Linked DNA regions of Sus scrofa: region 1 is linked to region 2. Evidence: chromatin contacts called from public Hi-C data. All regions are on one chromosome and are shown on one strand. Each heading gives the region's core, a stretch centred on a gene start, on an enhancer-like site or on the middle of the called end of the contact. The rest is flanking DNA. Distances are from core to core; before and after follow the strand shown.

Region 1 (3,813 bases), core at 1,224-3,723, 440 kb before region 2:
CATATTATAATCAAGGGGCTTTTATGTTCTAAGCATGGTGTTTGGAACTGAGGATAAAATAATCAGCCAGATCAGCATGGCTCCTGTCATCACCGAGTTTACACTCTTGGGGCAAAGAGACAAGGAAGGAGATGAGTGGACCAGTGTCAGTGTGATGAGAAAGCAGAAGGAGCCCACAGGTCAAACAGGACCTGGGAGGGGGAGCTTGTGTAGGGAGAACAAACAGAACTCGACCTGGGAGGAGGAGAAGGGAAGGGCCCTCCTGCACATATTCGGGGGGAGATGCTGCCTACAGGGGGGGGGGGTGCTACTTCTTCCCAGTTGCAACCAGACAATGGCTGGGAGGTTGAGTGAGTGTGTGAAATTGCCAGCTACTGCTGTGTAACAACAAATCCCTCCCAGTGTGGCTGCTTACGACAGTGCATTTAGGATTCCTGGGGAGGGGGGGGAATGTCAGGAATCCAGGCCTCTTAGCGGGTCCTCGGGCTCAGGGGGTCTCCGAGATAGCCATCCAGGTTTGTGGCTGGAGTCGGCTCCCCCCTCAGTGGGGAAGGATCTGCTTCAGTGCTCACTCATGAGGTTGTTGGTGGGGTGCTGTTTCTGGTGAGCTATTGGACTGAGGCTCTCAGGCCCTTGCTGGCTATTGTCTGGCCCCAGCCCTTCGGTCTCTTATCACATGCGCCCCCGACAGGGCGGCTCCCAAAGTGGCAGAGGGCGCCAGAGAGCCCGCAGGGGAGGGCCAGAGAGACACAGGCATCGTGTTTGTGTAACCTAACCTCGGGGGTGACAGCCTGTCCCTTCTGCTGAACTCTGTTCATCCAAAGAGTGTCGCATGGCCCGGCCCACAGCCGAAGGAAGGGGCTCGTACAGCAGCGTGAGTACTGTGAATCGGGTCATTGGGCACCACCTTCGTAGGCTGCCGACCATGGTGTGCTTAGCTTGAAATTTGGCAGCAGGAAGGCTGGCGTTCTCCTCTGATGGCTTCTAGCTCTTCTGTAAGGTAGGAAGACAGGAGAGGGAGGCAGGTGGAAAATGATATGACCAAAAATGAGATTCCTTGCTTTCAGGTACAGAGCACAGCTACCAGCAGGAGGAGAGGAGGCAGGTAATCTGATTCTGTGGCAGGTAACTGGAGCACAGTTTGGCCGTGTACTCCAAAACCTTAAAAACGTTCATTATCTTTTAATATGGATGTGGACACATAATGATATTCATCAGATTGTTGTTACTTGGAAACAACCCTCGTGTCTAAGAATAAGGCAACAGGTGAGTAAATGATAGAAATTGTAGGGTATTATTCATATTTATGAACAGTCTCTCATCTCTCTCTCTCTCTCTTTTTTTTTCTTTTTGCTTTTTTGTAGCCGCATCTGCAGCATATGGAAGTTCCCAGGCCACGGGTCCAATCACAGCTGCAGCTGCTGGCCTATACTACAGCTCACACAGCTCACAGCAATGCTGGATCCTTAACCCACTGAGCGAGCCCAGGGATCAAACCCACATCCTCATGGATAGTGGTTGCATTCATAACCCACTGAGCCATGACGGGAACTCCCTATGAACAGTCTTAATGACATGGGAATGTGCTTACGATATAATATTAGGAATAAGAGCAAGATCAAAAATGGCTTGTTAAATATAGCAGCGTTTGACTCTCTAAATTATTTAGCTAAATAAAAATATTTTACACGTTCAAACAGATGTTTGATGTATTCAGCAGTGGCAGAAAGGGCACAGGAAAATTGATAGCTTTGCCAGGATTTATTGAAGGATTCAGGTGTGTTGAAAGAATTTGGGAGTTCCTGTTGTGGCTCAGTGGTAACAAACCCGACTAGTATCCATGAGGGTTTAGGTTTGATCCCCGGCCTCGCTCAGTGGGTTAAGGATCCAGTGTTGCTGTGAGCTGTGGTGTAGGTCACAGATGAGTCTCGGATCTGGTGTTTCTGTGGCTGTGGTGCAGTGTGGCAGCTACAGCTCTAGTTCGACCCTAGACTGGGAACTTCCATGTGCCACACCTGTGGCCCTAAAAAGACAAAAGAGAAAGAGAGGCAAAAGTCTACAAAGAATTTTTGTATAAAAATAAATAGTTTGCACACGTGCACTTTAATTTCAAACCTTGATGCATTTAAAACATACAGTCAGCGTTCACATACTTGAATTAGAATCTTTCCATTCTGGGTATGAAAACTCAGAGAACTTAGGAATTAGTATGTTTCTGTTCCTTTCTTTAATTTTGTATCAACTATTTATGCCATAAGAGCCAAAACATGGGCCACTTAGGTACCAATGATTTCACCATGACTCACAGTAACAATAAAAAGCATTCTTCTATAATCCTTCCATCTCTATGAGTGGAGGAGATTGTTTTCTACTAAACAGTGATTTAGCTCATGACAGCACTTACAGCACACAGGGACGGGTTACGGAAGTGCATGCTAGCAGCGGTCCTCAGATCACATGTGCGCAGAACCATCCCCCAAAAAACCACAATTCCCTTTGCAACTTTTGAGGTTGGTAGAACACTGGTTTACCCTCGTGAGGTTTATCCTAGAGTTGCCAAGTGACACAATATGTTTGCACTTTGCTTTGTCGCAGAAGCAGGGAATCGGGCAAGAATTTTTTTTTTTTTCTTTTTCTCTTAAAGCCGCACCCATGGCATATGTACGGTCCTAGGCTAGGGGTCAAATGGAAGCTGTAGCTACCACCCTACAGCACAGCCACAGCCATGCTGGATCTGAGCCACACCTGTGACCTGCACCACAGCTCACGGCAATGCTGGATCCTTAACTCACTGAGCAAGGCCAGAGATCGAACTCAAATCCCCATGGATACTAGTTGGGTTTGCTGCCGCTAAGCCACGACGGGAACTCCAAACTTATTTTTATTTTGTTTTGTTTTTAAAGTTAATGAATGTTATTTATAGCTGTACAACCATCATCACAACCTTATTTTCACAACATTTCCATCCCAAATCCCCCAACCTGTCTCCTTTGGTAACCATAAGTTTTTCAAAGTCTGTAAGTCAGTTTCTGTTCTGCAAAGAAGTTCATAGTATCTTTTTTTTTTGATTCCACATATTATATAAGTGATAGCATATGACGTTCGTGTCTCATTGTCTGACTAACTTCACTTAGTGTTAAGAGAGTAACCTTTTCTCTGCACCCTCTCCAGCGTTTATTGTTTGCAGACTTTTTGATAATGGCCATTCTGGCTGGTGTAAGGTGGTACCTCATAGTAGTTTTGATTTGTATTTCTCTAGGATTGATGATGCTAAGAATCTTTTCATGTGTTTTTTGGCCATCTGTGTGTCTTCTTTGGTGAACTGTCTGTTTAGATCTCCTGCTCATTTTTTGATAGGGTTGTTTGTTTTTTTGATATTGAGCTACATGTGTTGTTTGTGTATTTTGAAGATTAATCCCCTGTCAGTTGCTTCATTTGCAATTATTTTCTCCCATTTTGTGGATTGTCTTTTTTTGTTTGTTTCTGGTTTCCTTTGCTGTGCAAAAACTTTTAAGTTTAATTAGGTCCCATTTGTTTATTTTTGCTTTTATTTTCATTACTCTAGGAGGTGGATTTAAGAAGATATTGCTGCAGTGTATGTTAGAGAGTAGAGGTAGGTTCCCTCTATGCCCACTTTCTGGAGGGTTTTTATCAGAAATGGTTGTTGGATTTTGTCAAAAGATTTCTCTGCATCTATTTAGAGGATCATATTGTTTTTATTCTTTAGTTTGTTAATGTGGTGTATCACAGTCACTTGCAGATATTGAAAAACCCTTGCATCCCAGGGATAAATCCCACTTGATCATGGTGTAC
Region 2 (3,956 bases), core at 1,136-3,635:
TTTCCAGGTCTGCACATATAGCATACGGAAGTTCCCCAGGTAGGGGTCAAGTCCAAGTTGCAACTGCTGGCCTATGCCAGTCGCAGCAACGCAGACTCCAATCATGGCTGCAACTTACACCACAGCTCACAGCAATGCCAGAACTCTAATCTACTGAGAGAGGCCAGGGATTGAACCAGAGTCCTCATGGATACTAGTCAGGTTCGTTACCAAGGCCAACACTGGGAACGCCTGTTTTGTTTTGTTTTTTTTAAGGCACCATTCTTCTCACTAAATTGTTTTGGAAAGTAGTTATTTTTCACAAAAATGTTGTTAACACGTAATAGTTTTACTATTGCTATTTTAAAATGAATTACTAGGTATTTTAAATTTTCTGTTTTAATTTCTAGCTTGGTGACTATCAACAGCTATTACTCTCAAAAACAAAAGCTCTGTGGGGGTCTTGAAGAATTTCTAAGAATGTAATTATGTCCAAAGGTCAAAACATTTGAGACCCACTGATCTAAAATATGTCAGACTGTATCACTTAATAATCTTCCAATGGCTCCCCACCTCTTTAGGGTAAAAGCCACAAGTCCTTACACTGGCCAATCAGGCTCTACTTTTATCTGTTTCCCTCCATAATCTATCCCTCTACTCTTTCCCTCACTCACTCCCTTCAATCATACTTGTTTGTTTGCTGTTTTTCCAGTAAGCCTGCCACAATCCCTGTAGTAGGAACATTGCACTGGCAGTTCCCTCTACCTGGGAAACGATTTCCCCAGTTTTCCGCATGGTATTTCCCTCATTTCCTTAAAGTCTCTGCTTAAATGTTACCTTCTCAATAGTTTAACATGAACATCTTATTTATGGATTTTTTTTTTTTTAGGGCCACACCGGTGGCATATGGAGGTTCTCAGGCTAGGGACTGTATCAGAGCTGTAGCTGTTGGCCTGTGCCACAGCAACACAGGATCCCTGCCATATCTGCCACCTACACTGCAGCTCACAGCAAAGCCGGATCATTAACCCACTCAGTGAGGTCAGGGACCAAACCTGCATCCTCATGGATCCTAGTCAGATTGTTTCCGCTGAGCCAGGATGGGAACTCCTGAGCATTCTACTTAAAACTGCAACCCTACTGCTACTCTCATTCTCCACAGCACCCTCCAACATGTGCTTGCTTATGTCTGCAAATTTTGTGGTCTTCTGCTCCCCCAACCAGTGTAATATAGGTCCTTAAAGCCTGCCACATAAAATTCAACACGTATTTGCTGAATGAATTTAAGAACTAATTTGACAGTTTGTCAATACTCAAGATATGTCCACGTATTTCCAAAAGAAAGAGGTGTAATCTACAGAGAGAAGGCAAAGCGAGTCAAGATTTTTTTTTTTTGTATGAAAGAAAAAGGACACAGTGATCACAAACCTCAATAGTGAATGTGTTAAGGGCCTGAGAAAAGTTCCTGGGAGAAGTCAGGGTTGGAGAATATTATAAAGAGCGTATTTAAGTGTCTGGCAACGAACTTTGGCCCTGTGCTACTGTTGAACCCCTCCCCAACCCTTCCCTTCTTTATACCCCCCGCCACCCGGCAAACCACAGTCCCAGAGCCCTCCTTGGCCCCTCCACCAGAACACAAGTAGTCCACACCAAGAGACCGAAACATTTCTAAACTTTATAGAAAAAGCAACGAAGACAGTCAACTAGCCAAAAACGAGCCTCTTAATCCCATCTCACTCCAGCCATATCTCCTCTAACGTCTGCAGACTTTAGGATCTCTCCACTGTTCAGTTTCTCAGGGGTTATGACGGGTCTCCCAACACTTTGTTCCACAGGAAGGCAGGTCGGACGGAACGCCCCGGGTAAGGACCTCTGTACAAAGAAAGCACGAAAAGCAGAGCTATGAAGAATCCGTCCACTTGGGAGAGGAACCCGCGGGAATGACGACAAACCGGAGGAACGCAGAGAGGTGCTCACGTACAGCGGTGAGACGGTGAGGTCTCAGTTCTCCTCCGGTTTGTCGGCGGGCGGGCCGCAAGGCTGCAGCATCTTCTCCATCAAGTTGAAGCGGACTCGCGCTTTGCTCTCATTCTCGGCAATGGCGAAGTAGTTGAGAAGGTCGAAGTGGCCCATGTAGGAGCAATAGGAGTCGCGGTGCTGGTTCACCAGCCACTCCCATTTGGTGGTGTCGGCGTGGCCGGTGCCGATGTATTTGGACTGCAGATGCTCTAACTGGCTGTGGATGGTGTAGCGGTCTGTCATCTCGTTGCTTTTTCCTTTGCTCGCAGGTCAGAAGCCGCAGACGAGAAGAAGCCGCTCTAAGGTTTCAAGCCGGAGAGGAGCCACCCGCCGGAACCTCTGTACACGCGCGGCCGCAGGTGGATGGCGTCACAGCGACAAAGCAGCGCGACTCGCGGTCCCCGGCCTCCCAGGCGGAAGTGTATTCTGTCACGGAATTGGAGTTGCCTCGGCAACGCTACCAGTGGGCCTTCCCTATAGAGAGCCCCGCCTCCTTCGCAGAGCGTTGCATGCTGGTCCATCTAGCGGCCCTTTTCTAACAGGAGCTTTGCATGCTGGGACTTGTGGTTTCCGAGGGTTGGTTCGCAGAGACTTCTTGGGACCTCTGTGTGTGGGTTTGAGAGACTGAATGGACTGCGGTGTTTGGGAGGCAGGAAGCATCCTCGGGCGGATGGGGGGCCGAGAGGAAGTGGGAAACAAGTAGTACAAGGCTGTAAGCAACTGGGGAAAGGAGCTCTTTGTGCAATTCCGCTTTCGGAGCTACAGAGGGTACAGTAGCCGTTTCACAACCAGGGGTGGATCACCCTGAAGTCAGGAAACTCAAGGTCTGACCCCAGCCATGTCTCTTACAAGTTGTGTGGAAACTTCTTTCATCGCTTGCGGGGCCGCCGTTTCCCGCCTAGTGACCTAAGTACAGCACCAGTTCCGACACATTCAGGCCCCCACAACAGGCTCCTCCTTTTGAGCTTCTAATTTTGACATCCTCCCAACAAGTTTCACCCCACCTACAGGCCCTCAGCCTCTACTTCTCAAACGTTCCCGTGCTGCTCTCTCCAGTTCTCTGTACGAGCTGTTCCATCTGCGTGGAATGCTTTTGTTCCCCTGGCAAACACTTCTCCCTTTTAAGTCAGCTCGAAAGTATCTCCCTGAAATTGACTTTGGCTACTCCAGACAGATGTAAATTCTTTTCATCCTGTACATCTCTTTGTTATTATCACTTTATATCCAGTTTTTGGTTTAAGAACTTCCCCACACGAATACAAACTACTTGAGAAAAACTACTTTTTTGATGATGTCTTTTTTTTTTTTTGAGGGTGAGACATCTATCTACTTGATCTATTTGTAGCATGAAATCCACAAAGAAAACCCCAAAATGCGAAGTTCAATAAATTCAAATAGTAATATTTTTAAAAATATTAATGAAAAAGAGATGATGTCTTGTATCATATGCTTCTGTTATGCTAGCCACAGAGCCTCGCAGAGATTGTTTCTCAAAAAACATCTGATGAATGGATTAAAAAAACCTGTATGACGGCCAAATAAATTCTTTACTGGGAGAAAGATAACTTTAAAGTATCTTTATTCTGGTATAAAGTTACGGTTAGATAGGACTAGTAAGTTTAGAGCTCTATAGTTAACTATAGTTAATACTGTATCAATACTAAAAATTGTGAGGAGGTGAATATGTTAATTAGTTTGTGGTACCATTTTATTGTGTATATGTATATCAAATCATGTTGCACCTCTTAAATATATATAATTTTTATTAAAAAATTTTAGTGGTAAAACAGTTCCCTCTGGGATCAAATGCCTGTACCAAAAATTGGAAAAAAAAAAAAAAACTTCCCCCTTAAGTGTGAACTTGGTTATAACAAATATTTCATTTCTGAAACATAGAGGTTATTATAAGGCATACCTGTGGATTTACCATCCAGATATATCATACCTTGCCATTTTGC

Evidence for each region. Hi-C and Micro-C count contacts between places; a contact is called where the count stands out from the background.
Region 1: a contact with region 2 is called in a Hi-C map of alveolar macrophages, with 4 times the contacts expected there. The contact joins the enhancer-like site here to the promoter of SF3B5 in region 2. A contact is called at or near these places in 1 of 5 promoter capture datasets (liver), 10 of 47 Hi-C or Micro-C datasets (alveolar macrophages, brain, embryonic fibroblasts and 7 more) and 1 of 2 datasets of contacts at active chromatin or transcription factors (alveolar macrophages).

The regions. Positions count from the first base shown.
Region 1 is chr1:21,673,706-21,677,518 of Sscrofa11.1, reverse strand. The region is part of intron 1 of PHACTR2 (phosphatase and actin regulator 2); the gene reads left to right. Among named protein-coding and RNA genes, the nearest start is that of PHACTR2, 48 kb to the left of the region's middle. Within about 2 kb of position 2,473, at least 4 of the 83 cell types and tissues checked have an H3K27ac peak or open chromatin away from gene starts, as enhancers often do. A contact at or near this core is called in alveolar macrophages, where this site is marked.
Region 2 is chr1:21,229,693-21,233,648 of Sscrofa11.1, reverse strand. SF3B5 (splicing factor 3B subunit 5) reads right to left here and starts at 2,385. Exons shown (of 2, transcript XM_003121152.4): 1 at 1,961-2,385; 2 at 1,635-1,851. The coding sequence starts at 2,241. The coding sequence ends at 1,981.